Regions from separate parts of the Mus musculus genome. Here regions 2 and 3 are each linked to region 1. The links are chromatin contacts, called in public Hi-C and HiChIP or PLAC-seq maps. All regions are on one chromosome and are shown on one strand. The core of a region is the stretch at or near the end of the contact, and the rest is flanking DNA. Distances in the headings are between cores, read along the strand shown. Region 1 holds the start of Bbs12 (Bardet-Biedl syndrome 12 (human)). Region 2 has its middle 21 kb from the start of 4932438A13Rik. Region 3 holds the start of Spry1 (sprouty RTK signaling antagonist 1).

Evidence for each region. Hi-C and Micro-C count contacts between places; a contact is called where the count stands out from the background. HiChIP or PLAC-seq counts read pairs in DNA pulled down with a chosen protein or histone mark.
Region 2: a contact with region 1 is called in an H3K4me3 HiChIP or PLAC-seq map of pro-B cells, with 4 times the contacts expected there. The contact joins the enhancer-like site here to the promoter of Bbs12 in region 1. A contact is called at or near these places in 5 of 39 promoter capture datasets (the 3T3-L1 cell line, embryonic stem cells, hematopoietic stem and progenitor cells and 2 more), 2 of 484 Hi-C or Micro-C datasets (CD4 T cells and pro-B cells) and 4 of 115 datasets of contacts at active chromatin or transcription factors (the 230-238 cell line, large pre-B cells, memory CD8 T cells and 1 more).
Region 3: a contact with region 1 is called in a Hi-C map of nephron progenitors, with 10 times the contacts expected there. The contact joins the promoter of Spry1 here to the promoter of Bbs12 in region 1. A contact is called at or near these places in 1 of 39 promoter capture datasets (pre-B cells) and 6 of 484 Hi-C or Micro-C datasets (CD4 T cells, the G1E-ER4 cell line, cerebellum and 3 more).

What each region holds. Positions count from the first base shown.
Region 1 is chr3:37,310,673-37,315,466 of GRCm38.p6, forward strand. Bbs12 (Bardet-Biedl syndrome 12 (human)) reads left to right here and starts at 1,882. Exons shown (of 2, transcript NM_001008502.2): 1 at 1,882-1,913. It overlaps Cetn4 (centrin 4), which reads right to left and starts at 1,774. Exons shown (of 5, transcript NM_145825.2): 1 at 1,685-1,774. The coding sequence starts at 1,687.
Region 2 is chr3:36,839,247-36,844,040 of GRCm38.p6, forward strand. No RefSeq gene overlaps it. Among named protein-coding and RNA genes, the nearest start is that of 4932438A13Rik, 21 kb to the right of the region's middle. Within about 2 kb of position 1,870, at least 11 of the 459 cell types and tissues checked have an H3K27ac peak or open chromatin away from gene starts, as enhancers often do. A contact at or near this core is called in pro-B cells, where this site is marked.
Region 3 is chr3:37,638,111-37,642,904 of GRCm38.p6, forward strand. Spry1 (sprouty RTK signaling antagonist 1) reads left to right here and starts at 1,837. Exons shown (of 3, transcript NM_011896.3): 1 at 1,837-1,995; 2 at 2,410-2,698; 3 at 4,445-4,794. The coding sequence starts at 4,500.

The DNA.
Region 1 (4,794 bases), core at 632-3,131:
ATTTTTTTTCTCTTAGATTTTCCCCCTCTTAAAACTAGAGCTTTTGAAGGGAGAAGCAGCTAAGTAAACTAGCATAAAACTGTGTGGTATATCAGAGTGCAGTTAGCTTATGAGAACAGTATTATTTTAAGAAATGTGCACTTCTCATACATGTATCACAGTACTTGCTTGATGTAGTGAGAATTTTATTTTCTTTGAAAAACACAGAAATGTTGTGGGAATACGTTTTCATTCTAATCCCAGGTGTGGGATATGGGGCTGCTTCAGACTGTCCACAGCAGCTGACTATGATTTGCCTCGTGCTCTAGCAGGGGTGTGATTTTGTCAGCTGCAGATAGTTTCTTCGAATGTGTGACTTTTGGAATTCTGGCAACTTTTCAGAAGGTATACACATGCTGAGGCCTCAAGAGGTGGGGTTGTTGTTGGTGGTGGTTGGTTGGTTGGGTTTGTTAAGTAGTCCTGTGCAAAGAAGTTAGATATCCTGGCAGCAAAGATCAAACTTGTCCCAAAGAACTCTACACCCCTAATCAGTAGGAAGTAGTTTAATGATAACGCCATTCCTTTCCCCTCTACTCTTTTTCTCTCTCTCCTATCTAGCATTAGAGGGTTTAAAGAGTAGGAAAGAGTGGAAGAGAAAAGAACCCACAAAGCAGCAAACAGCACAGGGGCATGCATACTAGAACACAATCATCCTGCACCACAAAAACACAAAAGTAAAAAACCCTGGTTATGGTGAACGTCTGCTCCACAGATACGCATGAGAATGTTTGACCAATTATGCGGATACACCCAACATGTGGAAGATGAAGGATCTGTCTGCTGTTTGCTTCTTTATGTCACCAAAGTAGGTCACAGAATCACTGTAGATTCTCCTCTCTGCAAGTGGAGTGGGGAAGCCCTGGAGGTGGCTGAGGATCTAAGTGGCCTATTGGCTGTGGTCACTTCGGATTCTTGGTTCTAGAGCTGCAGATTCTGATGAGTGGTCTTCTAGAGCCTAGGGCAGCCACCTGAGTCACCATTTTTTTTTTCAGCAAGAAGTCAGTGACCCTTTAAGTGGCCTGAGTTGATGAGCCTGAGTGGTCTTCTAGAGCCTAGGGCAGTCACCCGAGTCACCATTTTTTTCAGCAATAAGTCAGTGACCCTTTAGCTTTGAGTGGCCTGAGTGGTCTTCTAGAGCCTAGGGAAGTCACCTGAGTCATCATTTTTTTTTTTTTTTTTCAGCAAGAAGTCAGTGACCCTTTAGCTTTGAGTGGCCTGAGTTGATGAGCCCCTGGCCATCAGGATTGAGTCAGTGGGCCCCTTCCTCTCCGTGAAAGAATTGCTGGTCCCCTGATCATCAGTGGTTAGCTAGGTACCCCACTTCCAGTCAGCAGATGAGTTGGTGGCTCCCTGACCCTCAGTGGTTCCTGTTCCTTCAGCGGCTGAGTTGATGGCCCGCAGGATGTTGGTGGCCCGAGGTTGATGGCCTCTGCTATGCTCGCTTCCCTGTCTTGAAGTCTGTCTGCAGTGGTCTCCGTGCCCCAGGGTCGTATCTCTTTATCGCTGGGCCAACCCTCATAGACTGCAGGCGTTGGTGGATAAATGGAAAGGGAGACCCATCTCTGTTCTCCCTGGCTTAGCTACTAAAGATCCTGACACGGAAGGCAGTAAGCTGGGAAGAACACCAGGGTCCCACAGCACTCACCATATCCCCTCCCTGCGCCCCTGCCCGCGCCCGCGCAACAGCCGCTCTCCCCTCCGCGGCCCGCGTTTGCTCCCGACAGGCGGTTGCTATAGCAGCGCTCAGCGCGCAAGCCCGCCCACCAGCTTCCGTGATTGACGACCATTGCGCCCAATGGAAAGACAAGAGAGCTCTGACCGCGCTCAAGCAGGCGGGACTGGCTGGGTTCCGGCGCTGTGCAGATCCGCGCGTGGTGAGGAGGGTCGTGGACCCTAGGGGCAGGAAGCCAGGGAGGGTGGGGGCGAGTGCTCCGTCACGCGTGTCCCCAGACTCTTTACACACCGGGCCAACAGCCCTGCGGCCTTCCGGCCCAGAGCCGCCCGAGGGCGCGCGGCGGCATGGAGCCCGAGAGGTGGGTGGGTGGGGGCGTCCTTGCGGGGCGGGACGCCAGCCTGGGACCGAGGACGGCGTGGGCCTTCTCCTGGGCTGAAAACAGTGCAAAGCAATCTTTTCCTAGTGTGCTGAGTAAAACGTGGCGCATTCCCAAAGCCGCTGCCTCACGTCGCAGACACTCAGGTTGTAATCCTTAAATCTCCTTAGGTTCCTGGGGTAAGTTTGTCCTTATGGTAGAAGCCAGTTTTCCTGCCTTAAGTTTTCCCAATGGGAACTCAAAGGATGTAAAGTCATAATATTTTGTGAGTGAAGTAAAGTATTAAATCATTTACCTATAATCTATTGGTTTTTTTTCAAGGCACGTATCGCATCCGAAAAGTTACACTTGGACAGTTTTCAGAGTCATAATTAATACTAATTTTAAATAGATTTCTGAAACCCAGAAACGAATATTAGTCAGACAGATAGGCAGGCATTCCCGCGCTCATACACACAAACACACACACCGGGGTGGGGGGGGGGAGGAGAGGGGGGTGGAAGCTGCCTTTTAGACATTCCTGAATATCATTTGATCTGATGACTATCAAAAGGCTGCTAAACCTAAATAAATCTTACATCACCATGATTTAGGAATTTGGATGTTCTAGTGTTAGAGGTTATGGTTTATGATAGGTTAAAGATAGCTTAGGCAGTAGGTTCCTTGAAGAAGAACATTCCAGAAAGAGGGACACTTAGAAATACTGAGACAGGGAGCATGCTTTGCATAGTCTAAAAGCACAGAGAAGGCCTGAGCACAGCAGATGAGTCAGAAAGGAAGAAGTGTGGGTTTTCGTGCTGTGTGGGGACAAGGCCTTTATGTGAGTGAGTTAGGGAGACTTTGTAAGATTCTCAGTACAGAAGTGAAAGGATGTGACTCACTTTTATAGGAACTCCCTGTGCTAAACAGGAGTAAAGACTATTTTCTGAGAGGCTGCTAAGCAGTGGAGTGTTGTGGTTAGATTATAGTGTTAGGAGTAGACTGGAGAGGACACCAGACTTAGTTCTGAGGAGATGAAAATCCTAGTTATACCTATCAAAAAAACGCAGAGCTTTTAAACGTAACCCCTGAAAAGCAAATGAGATGTGATCTTATGAAAAGACAATTTCTGAAGTCAGTATGCCATTTACATAATCTGACTTTGCTCTCCCGTGGCAGATAGAAAGCTAAGGAAACAGTCTGACGAGCAACAGAACTGACCTGTTTGTGGAAGGCATTAGTGCCAGTCACAGCAGAACAAAAATCAGGTTGTGTTAGTGCCGTGCCAAGAACAGTTACCAGAGGTGCCTGGTCACTTTGGAAATTGCCCATCTTCCCATCCCTGTTACTGCCATTGCTGTTTCACATCCAACCTCTTAGAAAATAAGACATTTTGAGTTGTATTACTAATAGCCTATTGGAGTCTCTTCAGAATCATTTAGAAATCTTCCCAAGTTAGGGATGCTAAGATACTTCTTCAGTTTCTAGTCAAAATTGAAATAGAGTCTTCAAATGTTAAAAGATCTCTTGTGAGTATTAATTTTGATATCTGTTGTATAAGACTTTTCTTGCAGATTGTTGAAATCCATCCTTTTATCTGGGAAAACCTTTTTTAACATAATTCAATACAGACTGAGTTTGAAATACCTATGGGTTTTTCCAGTTGTTTTGGATTATTTCTCACTCACAGACTTGATTCTTACCATTTAAACATACTCTAGAAAGGAGACCAGAACTCTTAATGCCACCCCCCTACCCACCCACAACAAATGATAAACATCTTTAAGGACTTAGGAGGCAAAGGGTTTGAAAGAGTAAAATGAAGATTTCTAAGGAAGAGATGATAAGTTACTGTCACACTGAAAGTGAAACAAAACATAGTTGATACAGTAGATAGCATAAACTTGGCAGTAGTTATATGGAGTTTTACCCTTTTATTTAATAGGAGATTTTGTGTCTGTTATTCAGTAATCATGCTTTAGTTTCCACAAATAGGTTAATTATTTTAATGCCAACCTTACATTTTTATTGTGATTTCATTTGTAATATGTGTCAAGTCTGTTGTATAAGGTAAACTCGAAAGTTTTAGCAGTGAAAAACAGCCAGACTCTTCTTCATGTCCTTTTTCCTTATTAATTAATTAATTAATGTATTCACTTTACATCCCAATATCAGCCCCCATCTCCTCCCAATATCCCCTCACACAGATCCTCCCCATGCTCTGGTCCCCTTCTCTGAGGAGGGGGAGTCCCCTCCACTTGGTATCTTCGCCCTGCTCATCCAGTCACTGCTCCAGTGGTTGGGGGGCTGCATGCAGCCAGACTTTTAAACATGTCCTTTCAACATTTTGTTTTTATTAACTAGGTACTCATGAAGGGAGAGAGAGACTGCTGGCTCCAAAGAAATCAGCGTATAGCAAATTACAAATACAAATGTAAAGAAAGGAACATTTAAAACACAGATTTCTCGGCTTCAAACTTACCAGAAAGTTACGGTTTTTATAACTGCATGGTATTGGCACAAAATGCTTACTTCTTCCAATACAGTTGAATTCACAGCCCAGAGATAAACCCATGTATGTATAGCAAGTTGATTTTTGATAAAGGTACTAAGAACATGCAAGAAAAGGAATAGTTGATTCAACAGGTGGTATCAAACAGCTGGACACCCACATGTGAAAGGACCTCTGCCTTACACCATATGTGAAAATAAGTCCCAAGTCAAT
Region 2 (4,794 bases), core at 620-3,119, 470 kb before region 1:
CCTCCTCCTCCTCCTCCTCCTCCTCCTCCTCCTCCTCCTCCTCCTCCCCCCCCTCCTCCTCCTCCTCCTCCTCCTCCTCCTCCTCCTCCTCCCCCCCCCCTCCTCCTCCTCCTCCTCCTCCTCCTCCTCCTCCTCCTCCTCCTCCTCCTCCTCTTCTTCTTCTTCTTCTTCTTCTTCTTCTTCTTCTTCTTCTTCTTCTTCTTCTTCTTCTCTCTCTCAATCTCTTTCTCTCTTTCTCTCTTTCTCCTACCCCAGCAGGTAGAACCTTCCACTCTATTCTCTCTTTTGCCCAACCATTGGCTGATTAGCTTTTATTGACAAGGCAGAGAGTAAATGGTAAGAGTTGTTTACACAAACTTGATACAGGAGATTCTTGATATAAGCATTACAATGTCGTGTCTGGATTGAAACAAGATATGAAGGTAGACATAGAGGAGTGGTTCAGACACTTCTTTGATTTAACTGGGAATCTGGGAATATTGATGCTGAAGGTCTTTGTCCCCAACTGGCTCTTGATCAATCAACAAAGATGCCAGTGGCTAGTGGTTGGGCAGAAATAAAGAGGCAGGTCTTCCAGGTTCCTGCAGGCTAAGAGAGAGAGAGAGAGAGAGAGAGAGAGAGAGAGAGAGAGAGAGAGAGAGAGAGAGAATGAATCGATATACTTGGAGGAGAGAGATGGAACAGACTCAGAGCTGTAGGGGAGATCTGCCAAAATGTAGGCAGAAAGGGAAAGTGTACCATAGAAGGGCAGCACGAAATGGCTTGGGCAGGAAGATGAATGGGCTTCACAGAAGGTTACTAGACAACTAAACTGAGGGAAAATTTAGAGGTCTTGAGCTAGGACTAAAGGGGAAGGCATGCTAGCTGCAGGAGGCTTAGAAGAACCCAGCCATTGAGCCAGTAAGGCAGATTAAAAATGAGCTAGTATGTGTATATCTTTCATCTGCAGATCCAAGGTAGCAACTGGGGAGATGAGCTGGGAGCTCAAATCGGTGTAGCAAAAACTCACTGCTACTGGTAGGGGAATTAGTATTTGAATAACACAGTGCCAGAAAACATTATGCCTACAAGGCTGGGTGCCTGTCACGTTAAACACTCAAGTAAAGAAGCCCTTAGGTCCAATCACACACTTCATGGATTAAGAAGATGACCATAAGAAAGGACCCTGAAATCTGAAGCCTGACATCATCACAAGCGTTTGTACAAGCCAGAATTCCTTTGTTTGCGTCTTATACTTAAATATGCTTAAATTGACACATAATAATCACACTTCTTTATGGTTTGGGAATTGGAATTCTTTATAGGGGATTCATAAATTTAGGTGGGAAATAATGACACTGTTTTTTTCTGAACTCCACCTGAAATTTAATAATTTCTTCACTTATTAATTCAGGTGACAAGACAGAAATACATGGAACTGTGTTATCAGCACAAGTCACTGAGATCATAACATCTTAGAGTTGTAGATAATGTAAAACTCAGCTCTAATTCAAAATTATAGAGGATTTGGTATCTAATTTATACAACAGCTCCAGGGCTACTGTTTGGCTAAATGCAGTACTCCAGCCTCGTCAAGGGGACCTGTGGAACCGTCACTTCCTCCCAGTGTGCTCCAGCTTCTCCTGTCCCCCCCCCCCCCCCCCCGGCCTGAAATGTTCCACTCTCTGGTCCCTGCTTCTCATTATCCATCAATCGGGTATTTTTTTTTTTTTAATCTGCTAAACAGAACAAAGCAGTGTATCTCCGGACTCAGGGGTCTTTGCGCTCTGGAGCACAGCAAACTGACACAGATGTGGCTTCCCAAAGGTTGGGAAGTGTTATTCATGCACTCTCTTTGCGAACTCAGAACAGTTGCCTTGTCAGCCTTTTAGCCACCACTAGGTGGAGACTCTCTCCCCCTCATCACCCTTCGGGCTGTGTGAAGGAGAGAGAGTAAGGTTTGAAGTCCGAGTGGGTTTCATCAATCAGAATCTTCCTTCCTAAAAAAGCCGTTCTTACCACAGGGCTGTTTCTCTTTCTACATTTATTTACCACTTATGGTTGAATTTTGGAGTGGTGTTAAATGGGAGCAGAGACTTTGCTCTGTTCCGTTTCTGTATCTCCTGAACCTCAAACAATATCTGTTGTGGTCATAGGAGCTTAATATCCACTGCCTGATGTGCAGACTCCATTTTTTGAAGTTTATTTATTGTTATTATTTTCATATTTTCTTTTAATTTTTTATTCTTTTATTTTTATTTTATTTGTTTGTTTGTTTGTTTGTTTGTTTGTTTGTTTCGAGACAGGGCTTCTCTGTATAGCCCTGCCTGGCTGTCCTGGAACTCACTGTGTAGACCAGGCTGGCCTTGAACTCAGAAATCTGCCTGCCTCTGCCTCCCAAGTACTAGGATTAAAGGCGTGCGCCACCACCACCTGGCTTTCTTTTTATTTTATGTGTATAAGTATTCTGCCCGCATTTATGCTTACATATCATGCTCACTTCTGGTGTCTATGCAGGCCGGGAAAGGGCATCTAATCCCCTGGAACTAAGTTACTAATGGTTGTAAGCCACAATATAGATGCTGAGAAACAAATCCAAGTCCTTTGCAAGAGCAACACATGCTCTTAAAGCACTGAACCATCTCCAGACCCAGGCTAACGCCTTATTCGGAAAGGTAATTTCTAAAAGATCTGCTTTGTTTTAAATTATGCATGTGTATCTCTATGAGGTATATGCATGTGAATGCAGATGTCATTCACAATGCAGAGACCAGATGCACTGGATCCCCTCTGGAGCTGAGTTATAGGCAGTTGTGAGCCACGAGAGCCACGCAGTGTGGGTACTGGCCCAGGATCACATCATATCAGCACCCAAAGATGTTCTCTATATCATCCTCCTCCTTCAGTTCCTTGCTTCCTCCTCCTCTCATTTTTCATCTGTTTCATGTCTGTGCTAGGTGTGTGTACTATAGTTTGTAGTAACTCGCCATCTGTGGTGGGCATTGAGATCTGCTTCCAGTAATTTGCCATTATAAATAATGCTCCATAGAATTATCTGTTGTGGGGTTTTTTTTTTTTCTTCATAGTTTTGCATCTTTAGGGTCAATCCCTTGGGCTGGGAATTCTTAATTTAAATGCATGTGTGGTTTGTATAGATGCTCCCCATTTTCCCTCATTGGGAGTTCCGCCCTCTTATCCTTCCTTGGAGACTCTGAGAGTGCTTGTGTATGTTACTCAGTCTTTGGAATATTTGTTAATCTAATAGAACAGAAACAGTTTAGTTCAGCACTTCTCAACCTGTGGGCCGTGACCCCTTTGGGGGTCAAATGACCCTTTTATAGGGGTTGCCTAAGAACATAGGAAAACACAGATATCTACATTATTATTCATAACAGTAACAAAAGTGCAGTTATGAAATAGCAATGAAATGATTTTATGGTCAGGGGTCACCATAACATGAGAGACTGTTAAAGCACTGAAGCATTAGGAAGGTTAAGAATGATTGGTCTAATTTTTAGTGAAGGTTTGATTTCTTTCCTTATTTAGCTCTTCTGTTATCTCTCCTGTGGATTCTTGCTTTGTGTGATTGCAGAAGGTAAGCTGAGGTTCCCCCACCCACCCCCCCATCTGTCTTTACTGCATATGGTGGTTCCAACATCCCACCCCTTTCTTCCTTCCTTCCACTGTGCTGTTGTAGTGCTGACCTTCTTCCTGCTCCTCAAACTCCAGGTATCAGCCAGGCTTCTGCAGAGAAACAGAGTCTATATGATACTCATCTTGACAGCAACTGCAGGATGGCTCTTCAGAAGTAAATTTACCACATGGATCTATAGAGAGACACAGATCATTGTATAAATATGGGTTTATTAATGTAGAAATGTCTGTCTATAAATCTACATATAGCCCCATATTTCTTTCTATCTTCATCAGTCAGTTGATTGACAGATAAATACATAAACAAGATTTTTTTTTTGAGAATTTAGTTCATGCAGCTGTGAGCAGATACGTTTGAAATTCCCAAGTAGGCTTGCAGCTGGAAACTCCAGAAGGATCATTAATGCTGCAGTATGAAAGCAGGATTTCATCTCCTTGGGAAAACCCTGGCTTTGTTCTTAGGTAATAGCATGAGGCCCGACTACAGTATAGATGATAATCTGTCAGTCACCTGATTAAGGATGGTAATCTACAGTACCAGCATATCCTAGGAAATACATGGAATACAAATGACAGATGGATAATGATAAAATGAAAACCTTTATATAAGAAAGAAGGGAGAAGGGAAGTATTGCTTATTTTCTATTATTATTATTTTAAATTTATTTTAATTTTGTTTACTTGCTCACTTTACATTCCACTCATTGCCCCCCCTCCGGGTCACCCCCTCCCACAATCCTTCCCTCTTTCCCCATCTCCCCTCCCCTTCTTTTTCCTCTGAGTGTGTGGCGCCTCACCTGGGTCTCCCCCCATCCTAGCACTTCAAGTCTCTGTGAGTCTAGTTGCTTCCTTTCTCACTGAATCCAGACAAGGCAGCCCAGCTAGAAGACCATATCCCATGTACAGGCAACAACTTTGAGCAAGGGCAGGTAACCTAGTATCCCCCAGGCCCATCAGCATTGTGTGTGTCCCCCAAACCCCTACCTCCAGGTGAAGGGCAAGGGGAAAACCTCCACTCAGTTTAGATACATACAGGTCTACCAGGGTAAGCTGAGGTGAATGGCAGCTGCACACAGGTTCATTCACAGGTGGCCTTAGCAGTGATAAGGGACAGGTATCTCAGTGGGTTGAGCCCTCAGAGATTGGGAGGTCTGAGAGAGA
Region 3 (4,794 bases), core at 587-3,086, 330 kb after region 1:
AAGGTCTGTTTTAAACTAAAAATTTATAGTTTGTCTCAAGTCTCATGACTGCAGGCAATTAAAAAGGTGAAGCTGACTTCATTAAATGTCTTCCAGATTCAAGGTTACTAAATCCTAACCTAGGAACGTGTGATCTCAAGAAACACACAATGGAGGCATTTAAGCAGAATCAATTTTGTGCAATATATTTGATTTTGAAATAGACCATGACCTTTGAAGGTAATATTTTTAACATTTTATGGATTATTATTACTATTATTATTATTAAAAATTTTTAAACTTAAGAGATTTGTTTTAGCACATCTCTGGTCCAAATATTCTGAAATGTAAATAGGAATCTTTGAAATTATGTTTTTATAAGTGTTATGTGGTTCAAACTCTCCATTGTTGCCTCTCCTCATCTTATTACATTGGAGAATTGGCCCCAAATTTGTGCAGACAGCTGGGAAGAGCCAGATAACACACTCTGATGAGATACTGTATTTCTTACTTGACACTGCAAATCTCTTCACGCACAAAAAGAACAAAAGCAGATCCACTGGAGAAACCTCATTATGCTCCTACATCTGTGAAAAATAGACAAGACACAAAAGCCCCACCAACTCTACATTTGAAAATATGACTTTAACACATCCCCTTGCATGAAGGGTGAACAAACAGCTTCTTGGCTTTTAATACGTTCTATTACCTTCTAGTGCACTTTCTTACTGCTGATCTTCTTCATAGGGAGTGTCCTGGGTTCCTTGCATGTAATTCCACACATAACCGTGAATTCTAAAAACATTCAAAAGCTTGCAAATGCATTATGCCAACAACAACAAAAACTTTATAAAAACTCACTGCAATTGTTAAGACTTAAAAAAAAAATTACTTTGAACCCAAAATATCCTAACTCACATTCACAGGTGATTTAGATCATGGAGTTTTTGTTTATCAAATACCATTCCTGATAAAATTCCCTGGAAAAATATTTTCTATCAATATTTTGGGGGTCTTAGGTTATTTTTAAAACTCTATGGAATTTTTAATTCCACATACAGCCCTTTTCACTACATCCTGAGCTATAGCGTCCATATAATAAATAACCAAATTCCATAGTATGTAAAGACGCAAAAAGCATTCCCAGCTTACTAAAGTCCCCCACCCCGTGACAGACATATGGCTAAAGCTAAAACTTCCTGATGAGTTATGCTTATTTTATTTCATTTAAAATGCATTGGTGTTTTGGACAAAATTATACAAACATTACAAAGCAGGAAGAACTTGGGCCCCGTTTTCTCCCCTTCCCCTCCCCCCGTGTAATTTTAGGGATCGTATCACAAACCAAATGGAGCAATCACTAAAACCCCACAGCAGGAAATCCCACCCTTTAGTGTGTAATTATATTACATTTGCAAAAATGACTGTTCTTTCTGAAACTTTCATATTTCGCATGATCTGAACTTTGCACTTTTCCCTTTATCTGGGGGCACGGTGTCATGGTGTACACATTTTTTTTTCCGTTGTTGTTGGTGGTTTGTTATTGTTTTTTAAATGTTCTTCACAACTCTTTTTAAACTCAACTCTAAGGGTGGCTGCACCAGTCCCCTTAAATTGGAGGCTGACAGCTCACGACTGACAGGGGCCCTGGAATGCCCGCTCCTCCCCAGTTGCGCTCGCAGGACTCCTGCAGGCAATCGACTTTTGTTAGAGCGTCCTCGAGTCCACATCCACGATCGCTGAAATCCTGCTCCGGGTTTTCGTGCAGCCCGCGTGATTGACACATGATATCACCGGGGGCGGGTCCCGGCGTGGAGGTGGAGGTGGCGGCGACGCTGAAATGCTGCGGAGCCCGCGCGCGAGTGCTCAGCACGCAGGGGTTTGCGGCGGCCCCGCAGCCAGAGCTCTGCGGGCTAAGGAGCGGCTGCGAGCGGCGTGCATGTGCCGGGAGGGCCGGCCCCAGGCTCTGCACTAGGTAAGAGCCTTCCCCTCCCGCCGAGGACCTGGCAAGATCAGGTGAGAATGGTGCTTTATTTTATTTTATTTTCGAGGAGCTGGACGTTTTCGGAGCTGGCTCTAGCTCTGTGCCCGGCGCTTTGCGGTCGGCCCTGCAGCGAGTTCCGTAGCCAGGCAGCGAGTTACGCGTGTGCGAACGCGGGCTGGCACCGCCGCGCACCCGCGTGTCTGTGCGCATTGTTGGGGACCGACCCGCCGGGCGCTCGTGCCAGACCTGACTTTTCCCGTCCCTGCGTGCGGGCTTGCCTCGCGCAGACGCGTCTCTCGGACGCGCTTTGGACTGCGGGGCATTCCGTGGGGGCAAAACGTGCACGGCCGTGTGTGTCCGGGGCTCGTGGCTGTCCATCTCGGCGAGCAGGACAGCGTCCCGGGCTGGCAAGGGACTCACGTGTTTCTGTCTCTGCTCGTCTGCAGCCGGCGTGGCGACTGCGGGGACGCGGACCTGCGGGGACCCGAGAGCCCGGGACGACGCCGGGCCGCGCGCCTGACGACCGGGACGGGACGGTGCTGTGGAGCGGGCGCCGCGCGCACCCGGCGGATGTCCCCGAGCCGCCCTCGGCCGCCGCCAACCGCGGAGAAGCGCCCCTGCCCGGGGGCCGCCGAGGCCGCAGCGCGGGCCATGCGCGCCCGGCCGCCCCGCCGCGCTTGATGCGGCGCGCGCTCCGCCCGCTCGGCGCCCCCGGCCGGCGCCGCGGAGGCCGAGGTGAGTGCGGGCGGCAGGTGCGGGCCGGGGCGGGCCGGGCGGTCCTGGCGGTCCTCGCGCAGCCCGTGCCAAGCGCGCGGCACCCGATGGCGCTGGGGACCCAGCGCCCGCCTGTGCTCGGAGCGCAGTGCCGCGGGACGCGGGGAGAGGGCGCTGCCTCCTCCCGCCCGCGAGCTGTTTTCATTCATAACTTTATCCGGCCGGACCTGCCGCGGCTCGGTGCCCCTGAGGTCTCGGCGTGGGGCCCAAGCGCCCGACGGTGCTACCCACACTGCTGTCCGCGGGTGCGCACCGGCTTCGCTCTGGACAGTTGCGGGGTGCCTAGGTGCTCCGCCTGAGCGAACTTGCTTGGGAATGCCCTGTAAAATGCAAATTAAAGCCGTGCCTAGGGGTTTCATAACTCAAACAAGCCGTGCCCACGTCTTCCTTTCTTGTGGATGAGACTTGGCATATTTAAAGTCTTCGTTATGGAGTTTTAAATTTTTAAAAAATAGATATGGCACAGGAGCAAGGATGGGCAGTTTTCTAGTGTCGTTTAGGGCTTCGGCACCACAACATGCTGTTATGGCCGTGCATCTCATGTGCGGAGAAGGTAGTTATAAGCTTAGAGGGGCCTCCAAAAAGCTAACACATATGTAGTCTGGGGACATTAGTTAGCATCCATAGTAAACCGACGTATTTGTTTTGATTTTCTTTGGATGCCAGAAAAGTGCAAAGGGGTGCCTTCTTGAATTAAGGTGCATCTGTGAGTTCGGAAGGCATTTGTGTAAAAAAATATCTTAGATACCTATTGCCCAGAAACAGAATCGAAAGAGTTTGGTCTGTCTCAGGAAGAATACGTTATAAATTGGAAGCTATTTCCTTTTGACATGGAAGTTGTGTTTGTTGTCTATCAGTGTATTTATTTTACTACAAAAAGCAGGTCAATTCAGGGCTTGTGAAAATCAAGGTCTGTCGTGCTAATAAATGAAGGGAATTAAATATAATGTAAAAAGACCAGGGCTCCTCTCCCTGCTTTAAAGGGCTGACACTTGTGCATAAGTTATCCTCGTTGTGTGGGGGAGCCTTGATTAACCTTTAAGGAAAGCTAAGTCCACACCGTCCGGGTTGTGTTCTTTGTGGCAGAGCACTCTTCATTCTTTGTAGCTTCCTTTGCTCGTCTCACAGATCTGTGTGATGAGCTAGCTTCAGACCCGGACTTCTGCTGAAAATGGCCTTTTGAGATTCCGAGTGAGCTTGGAATAGCCGGTGTTTTGGAAATTGCCTTGATTAATTTTCTCATTAATCTAAAGCTCGTAACAGCATATAAATGGCCGAGAGGCCACAGCACTAAAGCCATTCTTAATCTTTAAAAAGTAGCTGACATTTTCCTTACGTGAACTGCCAGTGAACTGACAGTGAACTCTGAGAACAGTTCCAGGGCTCACACTGAATTGCTCTTTCGAAGGCATATTTCATTTTAATTATTTGTTAGGTTTGCAAACAGGAAGACACGACTTCCTCTGCTTCTTAGAAGCTGGAGAGCAACTTCTAATTTTTAAGGCATGAGGTCTTTGCTGTCTTCCTGTGATATGGTCCTCTGCAATCTTTTTTTTGGAGTTGGACTCTGGCCAGGCTTCGGCATCATTGAAATCAGCCGATGAAGGGGATCATTACCAGGTGGCTTGGGGAATTTGTTACTTGACAGCAGCCCTTCTCCCCCAAATCCGCTTTCTGTCGCTTATTTTCTCTCTCACTCTTCTTTAGGATTTCAGATGCATGGCAGATTTCCGCTGACTGCTGGAACTGGAGATCACTCCACATGGATTCCCCAAGTCAGCATGGCAGCCACACTTCGCTAGTGGTGATTCAGCCACCGGCTGTGGAAGGCCGGCAGAGGTTAGACTATGACAGGGACACTCAGCCTGCTACGATTCTGTCCCTAGACCAGATCAAAGCCATCAGAGGCAGCAATGAATACACAGAGGGACCTTCGGTAGCGAGAAGACCTGCTCCTCGCACTGCACCAAGACCCGAAAAGCAGGAAAGGACTCATGAAATCATACCAGCCAATGTGAATAGCAGCTACGAGCACCGACCTGCCAGCCACCCGGGCA